Regions from separate parts of the Rattus norvegicus genome. Here region 2 is linked to region 1. Evidence: chromatin contacts called from public Hi-C data. All regions are on one chromosome and are shown on one strand. The core of a region is the stretch at or near the end of the contact, and the rest is flanking DNA. Distances in the headings are between cores, read along the strand shown.

Region 1 (4,814 bases), core at 2,059-4,558:
CGGCTTCCAACCACCTGTAAATCCAGGGGTTTTCAATGCCCTCTTCTGGCCCCTGGAGGGAACAGCACTCATCCCACACATGCACATACACATAATTTTTTAAGTAAATAAATCTTCTATAAAAGGAAAACTAATTAATTTACCCAATGTCGTAATGGTCATATTGTGTGGGTAAGGCAAGAATTCAAACCTAGCTCTGTGGTGTCTAAGGTCTACAGGCTTAAGGGGCTAACAGCAAAGTAGTTCAGAAATAAAATAATAGAGAATGAAGAAGAGGAGGGGGAGGGGCGAGGAGGAGGAGAAACGCACTTTGCCTTTCAAAATGAAGATGCCATTAGAATAACAAGCCTCAAGAGCTTCATCCGAGACCGTTATATAAAACTGGGAGCACCAGGACCCTTCCCAGCATGCTCCACTTTGCTATGAGGTCTGAACACCTCATCTCACAGCGGCATTCACAGCACCAACCACAAGGCGGAGCTCAAACATATCTATCCTGGAAGCATCTGCATGGAAGGCAAGCCTCAACCGCTTGGTTCAGCTGTGGGATCCACAGCGATTCAGACTCTGAGGAGAATGTTGGTGTGGGGAGGGGTGAGAAGGCGGAGGGGAAACAGCCCCAGAGGCCTGATCTATTGTTTCCTGTCCTGGGCTTCTTGAGACAAGCACAGTGCGGTAAAATTCAAAGAAAAGAAATGCATTTTTGCATTAAATGATTCCCCACACCCACTCATTTTCAGTAACATAACACAGGACAGGTACCAACAAGAAACAGTGGCGAGCTCTTCTCTGCCTCCACCCCACGGATAGCGGCTCCGTACGTAGTAGCCTAGGCTACCTCAGACTCAGGCTCCCAGATGCAGAGAGTAGAGATGGTACCACCAAATCCAGCTCACAATGAGAAACTTTCCAAGTTCCACAAGAAATGAGGCAGCTACTGACAGATACTCAATGTGATGAGGTGGGAAATTATTCTAAAGTGCGGATGCCTCGGGAGGCAGGGAGAGGCGGATCTCTGTGTGTTTGAGGCCAGCCTGGTCGACAAAGAGAGTTCCAGGGCAGCCAGGGTTACGCAGAGAGACCGTCTCACAAACAAACCCAACAAAACAACAACAAAAAATAAGTCATATAACTCTATGCCTGTCTGTCTGTCTGTCCATCCACCGCTTTAGTCAGACCGTGTCATCTTGTTCCTAGGTAGTCCGCCTAGCTGTCTCTTTACGGTATATCTTACAGAGTTTCCAAAGCTCTAGAGGAGAGAGCATGCGCACTACCCTACTACTTTAGGGCCCTTAGTGGATTCGTTATCCAAACTCCTCCCCCCGGCGCTGTGCCTTAGCCACTGTTTAAGTGTCTTCGGGATGTTCACGAGGCAGAAGGCTGGTCTGCAGTGTGGTGAGGTTGGGAGGTGGTGGAGACAGTGAGAGGGTGTTAGACCATTGGGGGCACTGCTCTTGGAAGGGATGAATGGTGCTCTAATGGCTGCCCAGTGAGGACGCACATCTTGGGAAGAGGAGGAGGCAGATTTCCTAGTTCAAGACCAGCCTGCACTGAAAACAGAGAGTCTGTCTCAAGAGAGAGAAGAAGAAGAAGAAAGTGAATTTAGATGATTTAAAGACAGTATTTTTCAGGTATGTATGTCTAGATGGATATGTTTTGTATTTAAAAAGAGAAAAGGCAGGAGAGGATTAAAGAATTCTTATAAGGTTCCTAAGTAACCTGGGATTAAGAAAGTCTAAATCTGAGCCAGGTATGGTGGCCCACGCCAGCGACCCTGGGGCTCAGAAGGCTGAAGCAAGAGGACTCCTGCAAGTACAAAACCAGACCTGTTTACATAGCAAGTTTCAGACCAGCCAGGGACACAGGAAGACACCTCGTCTTAAAAACAAGTAGAGAAATGGGGGCTGCTCAGTGGTCCAGAGACCCAGCTACCCTTCCAGAGGACACGGGTTCAATTCTCAGCAGATGTGGCGGCTCACAACGGTCTGCAACTCCAGTTTCAGGGGATCTGGTACAGATCATACACACACATACATGCAGACAAAAACACGTATACAAAGAAAAAATAAATCTTTTGAAAAAGGACTAGAGAAAAAAAGGACGGCAAAAAAAGCGTGAAGAGATAAAGAAGATACAGAGAAAGAAGTGTGTGTGAATGAATGAGAAATCAGTCCACCTCGTGTATAATCCCACCACTGAACTAAAGACACTAATGGGCAATATATGAACATCTCTAAATGGAAGGGACACAGAAAAATGAGGTTTATCTCTCCACGACTTAGCACAGGCTTACCAAGTTCCTCAGAGACGTTCTTCGCCAGCCTCTCTGCCTCCCTCATCAGCTGAGATATGATGCATTTAAACGTGTTCGAAGCCCGTGATTCCACTTTCCTGGAAACTAGGGTCAAAGCAGTGTAAGTACTCTGAAGGAAGCCCAGGTCAGCTGCAGCTATTTCCAAGCCCTGCTCGGTCCTGGTGAAGTCCTCTAAAGTCGCAAGTTCCAAGCTCACTGGTGAGTGGCCCAAATCACAGCAGGCGGTCAAAAGCCTTGAAACCGCCTCCCTGTTGGCCCCACTCTGAATCTAATGTCTCTCCAGGTCTAGTCTAAGCCAGCTTCTCAGTCGAGCTTTCCTGGTGCCTCTACTCTGACAGGTGTGACAGCCTTCTGGTTTCTGCAAATACCACACCCCAGCCACGTTTTCCTGAATCCCTATTTTCCTCCGAGTCCTCCAAGAGCTCCCCCCATTGATGTTAGCATTCATATTTGTGTACTTTGAATAGAAAAAGAACGGCTTGTCACATGTCGTGTTTCAGTGACATGGAGTTCACAGGAACTACCCCTGCGTCACAGAAGGCTGGTTCTTCAAGGAAACAAAGGTGAAACCTGCCCTTCGGAGGTCTGCGATCAGGTGCGGGCAAGGCGTCACTGAGCAAGGGGAGGACACCTCAGTCTCTCTGGGGAAGCTGCTGTAAAATGAACGTGGGAAGGAGGAAGGCGGCACAGGAGCAGCTGTGCACAAAGCAGAGCTGGGACACACCCTCGGGATAGCACATGGAGGTTTGCAGAGCCGGAGAAAGCAAAACACAAAATGACTTTGAAGTCGATAAAGCTCCCAGGGCTGAAATTATAGAGAAATCCTTGAGTGTTGCTAAGGGGCTGGCATGGGTGGGGAGGCACCTTCTTCTCACTCTCCACGAGGGACTCTCAGAAAGAGCCAGGGCTGTGCCCCTCGTTCCCCTGTGCCCACCCTGCCTTGGACTCACAGAGCGAGCGAGCGAGCGAGCGAGTGCTCAGGCCAAGATACAGCCATGTGTAACGACTGTACCTCCCTGCTTACACGGGTAGTTAATAAGTAACAACCATCTGCTGGGGGAGCTCGTTTTTAAAACATGTTCTGGTCTTCTGATGAGAACTACTGTGATCTGGACCGTTCCAACAGCAATGATCAGATACACACAAGAACAAGATGACCCCACAGCACCTGCCTAGGGCTGGGGAGCACAGAGGCCTGGCACAGCCACTAGCTATTCAAGTTATCCAAGTGCTTGACTCTCCTCACTGCTTCCTTTACTCTGTGGCGGGAGCCTGTGGACGGGCTTTAGAGACAAAGAGCAGGGATGTTTGTCCCTTTTCAGGTTACCTTTGAGACTCATGCGTCACTGGGGAGAAGAGGTTGACTGGGGAGAAAGGCAGGAAATGTGACTGTTTCTGAAGTCTGTGGTTAAAAATGCTTTTACCAAACACATACAGCATCCAACTTCACCCGCTGTCTCTGAAGCAGGGAACAGAGGGTTACAAACTCCCAAGGGGTGTGCTGCTGAACCCCACTTACTTTTCTGAGGCTTATAAACAACCTGCTCCAGTTCTTCCACGTTGTCTCTGACTGTGGCAATCACTGAGGCATCGAGGGCGGCACAGAGTTTGCAGATGTGCAGCATGGCTTCCTCCACGGTTTTAGCATCTCCAACACCAACGGAAGCAGTCAGCCCAATGACCTGTAAGGAGCAGGCCAACACTGGCTCTCCCACTTCTCCAGGAAGTTTGTGAGCACAAAGCCACCCCCGAACCCCAAGCTGAAGATCTTGATAAATCTTGTCATCAGATCCCAATCGGCATAAGGACCAAGAGGGAATCTTTCCAGGCGGGGCTATTCCTTTCTTTATCCCTGAGTCTCTTACTAAGGGGGAAAAACATCTCAATGGGAATGAAAAAGAATTGCGTGTCCATTCCAGTCACGTCCATATCGCATGCATTTTCTGTGCCTGGAAAAATACCTTCAACAATCGGTGAAGTTGGAAAATGGCTATTTACAAAGAGCTGTGGCCGGTTGTGGTGGCGCACACCAGTAGGGTTTGCTGAAGGAGGCAGAGGCAAGAGGATCATGAGTTCGAGGCCAGCCTGGGCTACAAAAAGAGCTGTGTAGAGTCAGTAAGATAACGTCCTTCGGTAATCGCGCACCTGAATGATTAGCTCGCCAGTAAGAAATCTATTTACTCTCAACAATACTTGAGGACACCAAACTGTAGGTCCTATAGCTAAATGTCCTTTAACCTGCACTTCCTAAACAGTAATTGTTGGAGCAAAAGAACTGCATATAATTCATGATTTACAGCTTTTTGGACCCCCGAGAGACATAATATCGCCATTCTTTATTGCATCTATCCGTTCTCTACCCCGGCATCAAATCTTCTTCATCCTCTCCAGCCCCGTTATATACAGCTCCACTTCTACATCATTGACTTTCAGCAAAGCTCCTGCTTCTCCTATGATTGACAGAAGGGAGAATTTATACAAAAGACTCCCTTCCCTTCTG
Region 2 (4,955 bases), core at 813-3,312, 61 kb after region 1:
GCACTGTTCCCTCTTCCATGATATCCCAGAAACTACATGCCTAGGATCCAACAGCATGTACCACCCATACTGTGCTGCCCCTTGTCTTTAAACCACGGCAAGGGCCTTCATCAGCCCATGCAAGATCTTTCCATGAAAAAGTTCATAGAGTTTAGACACCCGAGAGTCTAAATGGAGAGAATTATGAGGACTCAGATAAGAACAAAGGGAAGGGACTGGAGACAGGACAAACCTGTTTGGAATGATATCACATACCTGACTGGCGGAAAGAAGCAGCAGAGATCATCTCTATAGCTACTGCTCAGGACTCCAGGGCTAGACATTCTGACCATCTAAACACTACTTCATTGTGTTGCAAACGTTATAAATGTTGTATATATAAGAGTAACCTTTTGATTTTTCAAGCTTTGAAACTACTTGTATATAAGAGTACTTAAAGTCCAATGAAACCTTTTATCCCTCCAAAAAGTCAAGGAACTTTAAAAATCAGCTTAACGTGAGAATATAATTTTCTGAGCACAGCACAGCCACAGGAAATTATTGGACGATATTAAAAATAAGTTCTGGAAAGCATACATTTAAAACGTACTTACAGCCACATGATATTTGACGTAATAGTGGACGAACCAGAGAGGTATGATCACATGGGAAACAGTGAAGAGACTGGTGCGGTACGCCTTGAAGATCTGTGGGGAACACACATACAAAATAAACCTCTGGAGCTGCTGTGCTTACCAACATGTGCTCCTTACTATCCCTAGCATGGGATATCTCATTTGTCAATGTGTGTGGAACAAAAACCAAATCAAACAAACAAAAAATTCCACCACCACCAACAATGTAACAGTGTGATAATTACTTTACAAATTTCTAAATGGAATATATTTTCTGGGGCTAACCTACCTACCTATTTCAATATTTTCACTAACTCTGGGACTTCCTATAGAATATCCATAGAATCTAAGACTTAGGGTAAGTACCATTCTGCAAGACTACTAGACAAAGCTTATAATACGTAGCATTCTGCAAGACATAAGGGCATTCTTGTTCAAGAAACAAACCAACCAACACTTTGTTACTACTACTCCTAGTATTATTAGAAGGAACTGAAAGCAATTCCCACACAGTATTCATTACTCATCACTGATGTGACTTATTAGCAGACGCCAAGAAAATATCTGGTATCCTTACAATAAAAAGTAGTCCTTGAGTGAACGGTTTTTCTGCCTGGCAAAGTCAAGGGATGCAATCTAAAAGTAACTAAAAGCGTGTTAAACGTACACAGTGATAAGTAGAAAGGGGGCTTTTGAGTCTGACAAAGCATACCGAATAGAACCCTGTCTTCGGTTGCAAACCCAGGAGACTGTACTATACCAGCTGGCCCTCGAGTAGCTGGTAGGCGATGGACGCCTCTATCACCTCAACCTTACACAACACCTAAGTGTTCTCAAATACTAAAACCAGGAAAGGTATCTACACTCGAAACAACTGCATGTGCGGCGTCCTGTAAAACCTAAGATCCGACTTCTCAGTACACCCGACAGCCACAGGGGATCATCCTCCCGAAGCCAACCTGCTCCAGGACTCCAGACCCCGGCCCTGAACTCTAGCGACGTGACAGCATCTCCGCTAAATCTGAGGGCCTGGACTGATTGTCCCTTGGGGCCCTCCCGGGTGTGCGGGCTCTGGAGAGGGTCGGGCCTTAATGGAACTGAGAGGAGTGGGAAGGGGTTGGCCGGGTTGCGACCCGGAGTGGGAACCCGGATCTGTGTGGCACATCACTCACCATGTACTTCCACAGGGCCCGGTCCCGCAAAAAGTTATTCCAGAATCGCTCCAGGGGCCACATCCTGCGCGGGGGCAACACGGGCTCCCGGGGGCTCAGCTCTTGGTCCTTCAGCCATCGCCTTCTCAGCTCCCGCAGCTGCTGCAGCCGCAGCTTCTCATCGGGCGTGTACCCCGACATGTCGCCGGCGAGCTTACCAGAGAGTGACAGCGCGCACCCGAACCTGGGGCCGGTCACTTACGCGCGATCCCGCTCCGCAAAGCGACCTTGAGGCGCCTGCAACGGCGCGATGTGATGGCGTCACAGCAGCCCAGCCTCTGGGAGCAAGCTGATTCCTTCGCCGAAAGCAGGTTCTGCTCATGCGCAAAGCCCTCTCTCTGACCCCGGGTTTTAAGAACCCGGATTAAGTACAAGCTCTGGAAGGTCTTTTAGTTATGATTTAAGTGGTCTGTGTTAGAAAGTGTGAGAAGTCCCGGGGGGCTAGAGTTCAAAGAAAGAACTTGTCGGGGAGGGGACCGCAAGGACAAGGGTTTAGGGAACCTCTGCCCCGCCCGCTTGAATTCCCACCTTCTTGACCTAGAGACAATTGCATTCAAGTTCAGCTCCCAGCCCTTTAGTAACTCAAGTGACTTTGAGCAGCTATCTGGGTTTCTTCCCTCCTCTGTACTGCAGAAATAAAGAGCACCTTATTTGGAGGCTTACATGGACTGGCTCACTCTTTGATCCTGCCGTCCCACTTTGTAAGATATCCCAGAGGTATGGTGGTAAACATTTGCAGGGATGTGCACAAATATCCATCACGGCACGATTTGTATTAGCAAAACATTGGAAACCACCTCCCAGATTCCGTAATAGAGGATTAGTGGAAAAGCTTATAGTACTATAAAGCATTGGAATGCTACTGCCATAAATGAGCCTTCTATTCATCACTGTGGAGTGACTTCTACAATCTATTGCTAAGGCAAATAAATAAATAAATAAATAAAACAAACCACCTACATCAAGTAGAAAGAATTGTATATGGTATGCTACCTTTTATCCAAAAGTGGGGATAGTGGAGATTTTATATATATATGCTCACTGAAAATTTTAGTGTAATAAATGAAAATAATTTTGTTATAAGTATTTGTTTTTGGAGACAGGGTCTCATGTAGCGCTTAGGCTAGCTTTTATTTAAGGGAGCCTGGACTTAAACTCCTTATCCCCCTGCCTCCACTACTCATAAGCTGGATGGAACACACCAGTATGCCCAACTTAACAACTGCTTCAAACACCACCACCACCATTATCACCAATATTATATAGGGAAGACAGGATAGAGACAAAAGTAGAAACTAGGGAGTTTAGAGATGGCTTAGCGGTTAAGAACATATGGTGCACTTCCAGAATACCCGACTTAGGAGAATCTGGTTACTTCATGGGGCTTCTGGAACCCGAGGGCTCTCCAGAAGAGAGGAATATGTTCCATAAGCGAACTAGCGCTGGGCAAGTTTGTAAGACTAGAGGCAACTTTTCTCTGGGCAAAGATGAAAACATTTCAGCATCAGTACGTATGAATTGAATGACTTTTAAATTACATCACATATACCAAGTCAAAATATTTTATTTTAAAAAAGCAAAACAAAACCTCATTTGTGACTTTTGGATGGTTTTAAAAACTAACTCATTTTGAAATCTGAGTTTTAAAAAATCAGGCATTTTTTCCTAGTCTTTTGTACAAATTGCATCTTACAGGAACAAAAAGCTTATGGAGAAATTTTCTTCAAAGAAGCATTTTAATACCAAACACGGGAAGAACTCCAGGCCGTTCTAGAACTATTCTACAACCCTTCCTTAATGAATCAGTGCAGCAGCGGTTCTGTAGCTGTGGCCCCTCCTCGAGAGCGCCGCGGCGCCCTCTTGTGGACAGATGTCTTGTTGCCTGTAAAATTGAACTGAAATCTGTAGTTTCTAGAACATTTGAAAAGAGAAGGGCTGTATTACATATGCTCTGACAAGTTTCTTTTTTCAACTCCATTCTGTTAGGTCCATGAGTAAAACAAATAACCCAGATGCACATAACATGGTTTGGGTTTGAATTCTGATATTTTAGGCTTAAAATTCACTACTAATTCTGTATTTAGTTAATTTGGGATTTTGTTGGCTTTTAACATTTCAGTGATATTTTTAAAAGGAAATTTTATTTATTTTTTTTATTTAAATATTTTTATATTAGTATTCTGTGTGTAGCAAGCAGAAAGAAATGCACGTGGGTTTAACGCCTCTCCGTACTTCACAGAATACATTGGCGAGAGGGATGCATATCTCTAAAAGCATTTAAAAATAATGAAAAATGGGGCTGGAAAGATGGCTCAGTGGTTAAGAGCCCCGACTGCTCTTCCAGAGGTCCTGAGTTCAATTCCCAGCAACCACATGGTGGCTCACAACCATCTGTAAAGAGATCTGATGCCCTCTTCTGGTGTGTCTGAAGACAGCTACAGTGTACTTATATATAATAAATGAATAAATCTTTAAAAAAATAATGAAAAATATGCCAGTGGGTAGCTACCATAGTTAGCATCTTACTAAGGTTTGAAATATTAATAGTCTGCTTTTCTCTCTTTGCAGCATCTACTATGAGAATGAAGATAATACACAGCAATCAGGCTATGAACATTCCAGAAAATGCACACATAGTTATTGTAAAAGGCCCCAGAGGAACTCTCCAGAGGGACTTTAATCATATCAATATAGAGCTACGATTCCTTGCAAAGAAAAAGAAGCAGCTTCAGGTTGACAAATGGTTGAAAACACGAAACTAGCCACTGCCCGTACCATCTACAGCCATGTTCAGAACACGATCAAGAGTGTTTGATGGACTTGTGTTTCAAGATGCAATCCTTGTGAGCTCAATTCCCCAACAACAGGAAAACCAGTCTTTGGTTGAAATTTCAAATTTCTTGGGTGAAAAATACATCCAAGGGGTTCAGATGAGGACAGGTGTTGTTTGAGCTGTTTCTCAAGGCCATAAGATGAATTAGTCCTTGAATGAAATGATATTCAACTTGTTTTAAATTCAGCAGGAAGCTACAAGTCAAAAACTAGGATATCAGAGAAGTTTCGAATAGCGTCTATGTGTCAGAAAAAGCAACAGAGGAGCAGGCTGATGAGTAAGACCTGCATCACCCAG

Evidence for each region. Hi-C and Micro-C count contacts between places; a contact is called where the count stands out from the background.
Region 2: a contact with region 1 is called in a Hi-C map of liver, with 4 times the contacts expected there. The contact joins the promoter of Ndufb6 here to the enhancer-like site in region 1. A contact is called at or near these places in 6 of 12 Hi-C or Micro-C datasets (the Rat2 cell line, hepatocytes, kidney and 2 more).

The regions. Positions count from the first base shown.
Region 1 is chr5:60,141,348-60,146,161 of GRCr8, forward strand. It overlaps Rig1 (RNA sensor RIG-1), which reads right to left. Exons shown (of 18, transcript NM_001395071.1): 9 at 3,834-3,996; 10 at 2,294-2,398. Among named protein-coding and RNA genes, the nearest start is that of Rig1, 22 kb to the right of the region's middle. Within about 2 kb of position 3,309, at least 6 of the 93 cell types and tissues checked have an H3K27ac peak or open chromatin away from gene starts, as enhancers often do. A contact at or near this core is called in kidney and liver, where this site is marked.
Region 2 is chr5:60,204,090-60,209,044 of GRCr8, forward strand. It overlaps Ndufb6 (NADH:ubiquinone oxidoreductase subunit B6), which reads right to left and starts at 2,063. Exons shown (of 4, transcript NM_001106646.1): 1 at 1,787-2,063; 2 at 594-686. The coding sequence starts at 1,966.